Regions from separate parts of the Mus musculus genome. Here regions 1 and 3 are each linked to region 2. The links are chromatin contacts, called in public Hi-C maps. All regions are on one chromosome and are shown on one strand. The core of a region is the stretch at or near the end of the contact, and the rest is flanking DNA. Distances in the headings are between cores, read along the strand shown.

Region 1 (3,417 bases), core at 192-2,691, 320 kb after region 2:
CTGAGAGGGCCAGGCAATCCTGCTAATAACGCAATGCTTCCATTACGTGTTTAAGTTGGCGTTTCAGCTTTTTTACATTACTTTATGGAATTGCTTTTGCAGACATCCTTGGCTGGGGTTTTCAGGGGCCCGTTTGGGGATCTGTGGGGCGGTCGGATGTTCTGGGGGTTACTCTTGGTAGCATAACTTAACCAAGTAAAGGACTCATCAAATCCGGCGATCAAAAGAAATTTCTTTTTTGCGCCTTACACTGCCTTTTAAAGCCCCCATGAATCAAAAATGATGGAACTCCACGTATATCCGGAGGCCATGAATGCAGCACCGTTAGAGTTAAGTGGGGCTTTGAAGGAGTGAACCTGCGGAGGAGGAGGAGGAGGAGGAGGAGGAGGAGGAGGAGGAGGAGGAGGAGGAGGAGGAGGAGGAGGAGGAGGAGGAGGGATTTGATGATCCTTATTGACTCTGCTCAGTGCTTTTACCGCTGTCTTTGAATTGCATGGTCATTGTGGCATCAACTTTTTAAACCTTTGTTTGGAGTAACAAAGTTATCGTGAGAGGAAATAATTTCCAAATTGAAGAAGCATGCCTCTCCTTTGTTAGTTTCCAAAACCCCGATGGAATAAGCTGAAGGCTGTGAGTATTGAATTATTTACACTATGATTATTCCAATGGTCTAGAAAAAAAGCTAGATAATTAGAAGCACAAGCCACTGCATGAACTGATCTCGCGCACAGCAAGTTCTTGCAAAAACAGAGCATGTGTTTCGAGAGGTTTGATCGGAAACCAGAAGAGTGGCCTCTGTCGCTTGTAAACACCTTTAGGCCGAGGATTGTAGAGCTAGGGGGCAAAGGCCATTGTCCCAATGACATACTTACATCTAATTTTTTAGAGAATTTCCTTAGGCATAAATATGGTTTAGAGAGTGCGTTCGCCAATCCCCGTTGGGTCCTTGGACCAAGGCCAACTTTGATTTCTGTGGAAATACAAGATTCAGGTTTACTTCTCTGACTGGATCTGGGGTGTGTGTGTGTGTTGCTTTTTTAAAAATCCAAAGGCAGGGTTGGAAGAGATGACTCAGTGCTTAAGAGCATTGACTGCTCTTTAGAAGACTCTGGTTTGATTCCCAGCACTCACATGGCAGTTCACAACCATCCATTCCTCCAGTTCCAGAGGACCCAACATCTTCACTGAGACACGCATGCAGGCAAAACAACAATGCACATAAAGTAATCACAAATAAATGATAAGGTTTCTAAGTCCAATGGCCAAGCCACTAAGGGTGCACTGAGGTAGGAGTGAGGTGACAACCTGTGACCTCAGAGAGCTGTTGATGCTGTCCTTTCAGGCTAGTGTGGAGGGATTGGCTCATCAGTGCTTTCTTCGCTTGTAGGATGCACAGCCATCTTTTTTTTTTTTTTTTTTTTTTTTTGGATTGGATATTTTCTTTATTTACATTTCAAATGGTTGCCCCTTTCCAGGTCTCCCCTTAGGGAGCCCCCTATCCCCTACCTTGGACCCCTGCCTCTATGAGGGTGCTCCCCCACCTACCCACTCACTCCTGTCCTCCCACCCTGGCATTCCCATACACTGAGGGGAATTCTACAATGGATAGGTGGGAATCGGCGATTTCCATGGCAGTGAAAGTTGACTCCAAGAGTAGCCTGGGAAATCTTTCCTTTCGGGTGAGAATTCAAGTATAGCGAAGAGAATTTTCTTAAGTAGAGTACTCTGGTTGTCCTTCATAATTCTGTCCTCACAGTCTTTTCTGAATTCCACTCCCCTCTGAGTGTGAGCTTTATGATGGAGTATAAACTCCCCACTGAGAGCCACGAATCAAGTTCACCTTCAGCACCCCGTCCTTTCAGAAGGCTCACCACTAGTTGCTCATTTGATGGGAATTCATCAGACACTCAGGGCCCTTTGAAGGGCTCCACTGCTATTGCATTTGTCCTGGCTATAAAGGATTATGTCCCCAGAAACAGGGCCCGGACAGTGACATCATTGCTGGGCTGGGGCTATGACATCACTATGGCTCAGAGGAAAACAGGGTGGGGCAGGCAGAAGCATTGGAGTCCCATCGAAGCCTGCAGAAGCCTTTCATGAGGCTTTCACCGTGAACAGCACAACAAGGTATCGTATGGATGTGAAGTGGTAAAAATCTTCGAATATTTCTGTCCCATAAGAAAATACTGTGGGGTTCAGCAAGTCAGGCTTTTAAATTTATTAAGCCTGTAGTTGATCCTGTTTGCACTATTGTACTATTGCAATATCATGCGTAAATTTTTTTCATTTTTAGGTTATTAGTGCCATCTTTAAAATATCTCGTATCTTTTATACTTTCTGAGTTGGCAATGCTGTTTTGTGGTTTGACGCAATGTGCTTGCTGTTCACAACTGGGGAAAAATAGAAAAGCTAGAGGTGTCACAGGTGTAGGAGCTATCTGCCATGATCTGTGGGTAATTAGTTTCCATTCTAACTTTGCTTTATTTGCTGATATTATTTTGTAATTTGACATTTTAATCCTTGGAGAATTCTAGTGTGGAGACATGTCTGGTCCAAATTAGCATCTAACAGGGGGTCAGAGGACGCTCAGGTCCCGAGTGCTCCTATACTCTACGTACCTCATAGCCTATAAAGTATATTAGCTGCTTTTTATGAACTTAGTGTGATCTCATCAGGGCAGAGGGAAGAGCCACGCATCAGTCTCGGGTGTCTTCTGTCTGGGTCTTTGCAAAGATGACTGCCATGATTTCACCTTGATGAGGTAGCACTGTAGGAAGTCGGGGTGGTTCCTACTCAAAGGTTCGGCTATTCCAGGACACGTTCCTGAAGCAGAGAGAAGAAAAGGACTTGAGAACAGTGGAGGTAGAGAAGTCTAAATTAGGTGCTAGGCCTGCAGATCACTGGTGAAATGTCTTCGGTACTGTGGTTTTAGACCTTGCGATGATTGGTTAAATTGCACACTGCAGGACTGGAAGCTTCTATTAGCTCCCAACCCCTAATTCTTTTGTAATTTGCAGTATGGAAGAAAGGCTGACAACTTAATTTTAAGATAGCTGACATTTTGATACATTGTTCTTACAGACTTTCTTACAAACCACACATATGTGCACTCAACATAAGCATATGCACACACACACACACACACACACACACACACACACATGGAGGTAGTCTTGTGTTAAGCCTAGAAAACAAATGCATTGTTTAAATTTTTCCCTGTGATTATTGTTTTTCCTCCAATCATACTAGATCGAGTGCATGGTATGGGTTAGGATTTATTCTTCCTGGGTTTTTATCCCTGAAACAAACAGTTCTAACTCCTGATGCATTCGGTATGTATGCAACCAAATAAGAAACAATTATGACATATTACTTATGACGAAGTGCTTGAAAAGCATCACTATTGGGCGCAAGACC
Region 2 (3,208 bases), core at 397-2,896:
TGAAGGAGTTGGGTTACTTTTCCTTTGCAATGATTTCCGTAAAAGGAGACGTTCCATTGTGGGGCGGGAAGGGTTTCCTCTGCAGCCTTTTGTTTTCTAACATTTGACAGCTGAGCTAAGATAAGGGGAAGGAGTTCAGGTTGAAACTTCAATCAGAGGCCACCTTTCAAACATGCAGGTGATGGCCACCTTTAGGATTCACATACTCTCTGTCCCCTTCCATCGCCCAACCACCTCTATCCCCACCTCATTAATTATCATGTATGCTTGGCTTCTCTAATGTTCTCTTGTTTGATATATGCTCAAGATACTGTGTGCCTTTAGAAAAACCTTGTGGCTAGATCTGTGGGTACCAGAGTCATCCTGCTAAATTCTTGAACAGTAAGCAGCACCCACCACAGTCGCCATTACAAGACCCTTGCCTGGATGCCTAATTTTCGGGAGCCTTGATTTTATCTGCCTTTCTCTTCCTCTCTGCCTGAATCCTAGCCACGTCATTTTAATAACTAATTGAAACCTGTCTAACTTTCTTAACACTCAGTGGGGAAATTCCATTTGAAAATTCTTTTCCCTGTCATTTCTACTATGTGCTTGAGAGAGAATGAAAATATGAAGATAAAAAATAGGATTTCTCTCTCCCTCGTGTGTGTGTGTGTGTGTGTGTGTGTGTGTGTGTGTGTGTGTGTTCTTCTCTGCTTTTCAAATGACATAGAGAGTTTGAGTAACCTCCCTACCCCCATTTCTCCTCTTTGAAGCTAACCCTGATTGCCATTCCCTAAGAACGTGTTTCTTTTTGAAGGCTTGGGTTACCCCAGAGGGTAGAGGGAGGGAACTGTAGGGCCTGCCTAAGCATCTTTCAGCCCATTCTAACCTCAGAAGAGACTCAAAGGCCCATATTCCAGGGAGCCCTTGAGGTCCCTTAAGGCCAGTTACACAGCCCAGTTCTGCTCAAGTGTGATAGCATTTGACAGAGGTTTATGTGAGTCCGGTGGTGAGAGCACCTAGTTTGTGAGCCCGCTCCGCTCCGCTCCGGCCCGTCCTGGCTTGGTTCGTTGGGGGGGGGGGGGCACTTACTGTGTTCTTGGGGCATCCACGCTGCAAACTCTCAAGTGTAGGTGGGGTAGGGGGCGAGGCTGTGTGCACTGTAATAAGAAAAAGGGAGAGCAGAGAGGATGGGAGCCTGAGGGACCAGAGACCTGAAGAATAATCCCTGTCTTCAGGGACAGCATCACTCAGATCCTGATGGGGAACTCCCTGGGAGGGGCTGGCGTTTCTCTGGATCCTCTTGGGTTAGGTGCTCAGACAGGTAGTTGGGGAAAGAGAACCAAGCTGTCAGCTGAGGCTGAAGGCGTTTCAGCTGCGTTCAGAACCTTGCCTTACACGATCGCGCCCCGACCTGGTTCAAGCACGCGGTGCAGGTGTCGCCTCCCCTGGTGCCCCTCTTGGGAAGGGGGACAAGTCGCTGTCGAAGGGACGGACGGCAGGCTGGAGAGGAGGCGGGGGAGGGGCTGGGGGTAGAGGGGGCGGGGCGGGGGGCGGGTGCCCCCCTGAGAGCCAAGCCGGGCCGGGTACCTACTGCCATCCTGCCGCAATTTCCCTGTGTCATGGCTCCGGTCTCTTAGCAACAGCCGCCAGTCCGGCCGCCCGGAGCAGCCGCCGCGGGCTCAACTCCACCCGGCGGAGCCCGGCGCGCCGCAGCCACACAAAAGAGGCGCAGGGCTGGAGAGCGCGCGGCCGCAGGGTCGGCAGTGTGCGCAGCGGGAGGGGACCGTGGCAACAGGGAAGGCGCGCCCGAGGGAAGAAGGGCTCCAGGCGGCGCGCGGGATGCGGAGGACCTGACACTTCTTGGAAACTCTTGGAAATGGCTTCCGCCACCGCGCCTGAGGGGACTGCGAGCCCCTGGCGCAGGTTCGTCCCCACCGGGCTGTCCAGCCGCTCTCGCTCCCGGGGCTCCGGGGCGCTGTCCCTGCGCTCCGCCGTCGGCTCGGGCTGAAAAGTTTCTCCATGGTTCTTTGTGTCTCCCGAGCTGCCCCGGTCTCCCTGGGTAAGTGAGCGATTATTGTTTGCTTAGAGTGCCTCCATTTTGAGCATTTCTGTCAATCCCCGGCCTCCGAGCGCCCTTCACTAGCCCTCCTGTCCCCGAGCCCAGGCCCCTTGGCCGGTGTTCTGAGTCAGGTGTTCTCCTGGGCGTGCTACCAGGACTGCGCTGCCCAGAAAAGGCGAGTTGGGGATTGCCTTCACTTCACTTGAGGCGGACTCGTAGCTGCTGCACTCATGTGACTAGACCAAAGCAAGGGCAAGAGACTCGCGGCCCTGAGGGCCAGGGGCCGGGGGTCGAGGACCTGGGTTGGGTGCAGGGCACAGCATCGCTCACAATCTGGGGCCCTAAGTCTTTGATGCTGGGTTCTATCCATCATGAGCAGAGAACTTGATTCTCTCTCTTGGAAGCAGTTGTATTTTTAGACATCCCTCATTTGATTTCCCCATCCTCCATTCCTTAACCAAGGCAGGACTCGCGCCAGGCAGCCAGTTGCAAAGGCAGACAGATCCACTGCTAAGTTTGTTTTCCTTCCTTTGGTCTAAGGAAAGCTTGGGGGGGGGGGGCTTTTCTGTGTCACCTGACCTCTGTCAGTATTCTGTGTCAGATCGTGATATGCTGAAAAGGAGTTCGTCTTTCAAGAGAGCTGGAAGAATAATAAACTAGGGAATAATTAGAAGCTATTAAACTAATTTTAAACATCTTCTGTAAACCTTGTTAAAATCTATTCCAACTTTTCTTATATTCTGCTGGATGTAAAGCTGGCTTGCAGAAGAGGAATGCAGAAAGGTGCCTCTTTCATGACATCCAGCTCCCGGGGGGCATCTCTCTTCAGAGAGCCACCCTGGCTGCTGAAGCTGGCTTTGTTTCTAAAATGCCTAGACCTTAAAGTCTCTTGAAGCCAATCTAGACTTCAAGACTATTAAAGACCTGGAGCCTACAGTTCAACTAAAGCAGCAAATTTTATGTTGCGACATACAATAAGTATAAACATGTGGGGCGAGTATATTTGGTGTTTATACTTACTCTCCTGTGTATTTGTACGTACTCTCCTGTATCTCCAAATATACTTCTCCGGTATATTTGGTGTTTATACTTACTGGTAGAGGACCTTTTAAAAACCAGATTTTAAAGGTTTGCAGATGTGGTCTCACTGTTGACACCTCCCTA
Region 3 (3,162 bases), core at 539-3,038, 270 kb after region 2:
GTAGCTTTATTTATCAGTCATTTCTCTATCATTCCTAAAACCCTATATTTAAAAAAGCATCCATTGCTTACTTTACTTTACTCAAAGGGATAAGGACAGTAAGCCCCTAGGGGGCGGTAAATTTTTGTATCTGTATTGATTTAGCTTCATCTTCTTTATAGGGTACCAGGATCACCTCTAACTTTCTTTGGAAGGATCTGTTATTTTGCTATTGACACCAGCTTCTGTACTAGTGGGGTATGTGGAAAGAGACCTATGGAAAAACTGTGGAAGTATGGGCTTTCTATACCACAGGGCATGCTGCTAGCTCCCCTCCCCCACTCCATTTAAAAATCTAATTGGAAAATTCCATTGCGTCATCGTAGGTCAAATTGCCTTGCCATCCACTTGATAACCAGTGCGAAGATGTGCACATCTTAACGGCCAGTTTTGCATGAAAGTCTCTCTCTCGGTTTTAAAGCTATTGACAAGGGGCCACGTTAAATAATGTTTCCAATTCATTTCGTCTTCACTTTAGCCAGTAGATAGCTGGAGAGCTCAAAGCTTCAGACGGTCCATAGGAGTTTGTTTGTTTGTTTGTTTGTAATCAACCATGTGGCTGGAAAGATGGTTCAGTGTTCAAATGGCTGTGCAAATGAGAGGACCTGAACTCAGATCCTGAGGGCTGGCTGGCTGACTTCCTTCCTTCCTTCCTTCCTTCCTTACTTCATTTATACATTCATTCATTCTGTCTGTCTGTCTATCTGTCTGTCTTTCTTCCTTTTTCTCTTTCTTTTCTTTTGATTCTCAAGACAGGATTTCTCTTTGTAGCCCTGGCTGGCTGTCCTGGAACTCACTCTATAGACCAGGCTGGCCTCGAACTCACTAGGTTTTAAAGACCTGCACCACCTCTGGCTAGTGGGACCCACTTTCAAAGCTGCTGTGGCCACACTTGCTTCTGACTTCCGCACTGAGGCATGGGGCTGGGGCAGCTGGAGGCTGGTTAGGCTTCCTGCTCAGTCAGGAAAACAGCAAGCTCCAAGGTTGGTGAATATACCTAGTTCAAGAGAGTACGGTAGAGACTGCCAGGTCAGGACACCCGATGCTCTCCTCTGGCCACTGTGTGTGTGCACAGGTGTGTGCACCCGCCACCCCCAGTACATATAGTAAATGGAAAAGAGCTATCTCTGTTAGCAAAGACGAAACACTCCAAATCGCTATTCTTGTTTATTCCCGTCAGTGTGCTTTTATAGATCATTTATGGTAACAGCGATAACTCTTGGATTCTTTGACTTAGCAACAGTTTACAAAGGGGAAAAAAAATCACTTTATATCTGCAAACGGTGGGGCAAACATAGCGGTTGATCTCTCATCACAAGAATAAAACTCTGGTCACACACAGCACAGACCGGCATTTCTGGGACAGTTCTCAATGCCTTCATGCTTATCTGACCCTGATCCAACCTGTTTCTTGGACTTCTGGGAAGAATTCATGTGAACTGTATGACTCAGACTGGCTCAAAGGTTACCCTGGCCCATCTTCAGCTGTCAGCAGAACATCTTGCCTGTCTCACGATTTTTTAGAAATCTCCAGAGGGGCAAAAATGACTCCGAAACATTTTACTGCCTGTCAGGTCCAGCGGGTGTCAGCAGAAGTCCTGGGGACTGAACTAGTCTGCTGCTGCTCTTCTGAACTTTGCTTTCCCAGCAGGGTTGCCAGGTTGGGAGGCAGTCTGAGATAGCTCAGGGAGCCAGCTTAGCTGCCTTGGAGGACTGCTTCTATCTCCTCGGAAGAGACAAGAGGTCCCGGAGTGGCTGCTTATCTGGAAGTTTTTATCTCTTGCTCTAGCTGGAGCCTACCTCAGGCTCGAGCGTGTTATCGGAGCCTATTTTTAAGTGTGCTTACCCTGAGTTAACCCTGTCCTTTGTACCTTCGGCAGCCTCTGCTCCCTCAAACAGACTCAGCAGGTCTGAATACTGCCTTCTTACCTTCTCACGTTATGAAAAGCAGAGTAATTTGCGTGTAATTTGGGAAGTTGTCTCCCCCCCCCCCCAGTCATATAATACAACAGGAATGTCATGAATTTTCTGATTGCAAATTGTTTTATATGCATGAAAGAGTTAACCTTGTTAAGCTGGTTTTTGGGTATTCACAAAGACTATCCTATGTACCCCTCAGTGCCTGGTCCCCAAATCATACAATCTAGAGTGGGCTCTGCAGACAGCAGCTTTGGGACGAGTGTCTCTCCCATAGTAAACGTGATAGAAATGTTCGTTCTAATCCTTCCAATTATTAGAAAGATAATCTCTTTCCTCTCTCTCTCTCTCTCTCTCTCACACACACACACACACACACACACACACACATACACACACACACACACACACAACTATAGAGTTTAGGGATCTGTTGAGTAATTTATACTTTGCCTCGGTTTAATTGATCCAAATCTTGTGCTGTGAGCGCCACCTAGTGTAGGTTTCAGGTTAAGAAAATCCTATGGCTTTTTCAAAGGGACAAAAATTAACTAACTTCCTGACTGTTCTCCTTTATAAAACTAAAAAACAAAAGACATTGCTATTTCATAAGGTGCTTCCCTGGCTCTGAACACCCAGGAAATTGTGGCTATGGTGGAATTATTTTTAAAAAGTACTGTGTGTGTGTGTGTGTAGGGGTCATGGAGTTGATTCTCCGTATATATCATTTGGTTACAAGCTCGGTGGCAAGCGACTTTCACACTGGCTCACAGTGACTGTTCTTAATCAGTCTCCCACTTCTCCACAAGTTCTCACTCCATAGACTTTTAAAAAGGCAATAATTGCATCACTCATGTGTCTAATTTCGGTTTCAAGTTGTAATTGTTACCTTCGCCTGTGGTAAATGGATTTAGATGCAATTTTCTGGTGATAAAACAAGTAAGATATCTTAAAATTTAAAAGCTCAGAAATGGCTCAACCAGTTTAGCTCCTAGTTACCATCTGATTTGCTTTGTTGTTGTAAACTGGAGACTGTGTTTTGATGGACATTTTAATTAAATTTTTAATAATGTCATTAAATTATATTTGGAAAACTCCTATGCTATATACAGCTTTATGATTCAGGTTGTTTACTTAGTAACCAAATGGAATTATCCCGCAGTTGGCATGGAAACTTCTTCAATTTTGAAAATAGATTCGGATCCC

The links. A called contact is a pair of places that touch in the nucleus more often than the background predicts.
Region 1: a contact with region 2 is called in a Hi-C map of nephron progenitors, with 2.9 times the contacts expected there. The contact joins the promoter of Epb41l3 here to the promoter of Tmem200c in region 2. A contact is called at or near these places in 4 of 484 Hi-C or Micro-C datasets (embryonic stem cells and nephron progenitors) and 1 of 115 datasets of contacts at active chromatin or transcription factors (embryonic stem cells).
Region 3: a Hi-C map of extraembryonic endoderm stem cells shows a contact between it and region 2, with 4 times the contacts expected there. The contact joins the enhancer-like site here to the promoter of Tmem200c in region 2. A contact is called at or near these places in 1 of 39 promoter capture datasets (embryonic stem cells), 13 of 484 Hi-C or Micro-C datasets (cardiomyocytes, cerebral cortex, embryonic stem cells and 4 more), 10 of 115 datasets of contacts at active chromatin or transcription factors (astrocytes, embryonic forebrain, embryonic hindbrain and 5 more) and 1 of 9 other capture datasets (embryonic stem cells).

What each region holds. Positions count from the first base shown.
Region 1 is chr17:69,157,915-69,161,331 of GRCm38.p6, forward strand. Epb41l3 (erythrocyte membrane protein band 4.1 like 3) reads left to right here and starts at 1,442. Exons shown (of 23, transcript NM_001355734.1): 1 at 1,442-2,127.
Region 2 is chr17:68,835,490-68,838,697 of GRCm38.p6, forward strand. Tmem200c (transmembrane protein 200C) reads left to right here and starts at 1,647. Exons shown (of 2, transcript NM_001206661.1): 1 at 1,647-2,044.
Region 3 is chr17:69,103,778-69,106,939 of GRCm38.p6, forward strand. It overlaps a transcript of Epb41l3 not described here. Among named protein-coding and RNA genes, the nearest start is that of Epb41l3, 54 kb to the right of the region's middle. Within about 2 kb of position 1,789, at least 22 of the 459 cell types and tissues checked have an H3K27ac peak or open chromatin away from gene starts, as enhancers often do. A contact at or near this core is called in extraembryonic endoderm stem cells, where this site is marked.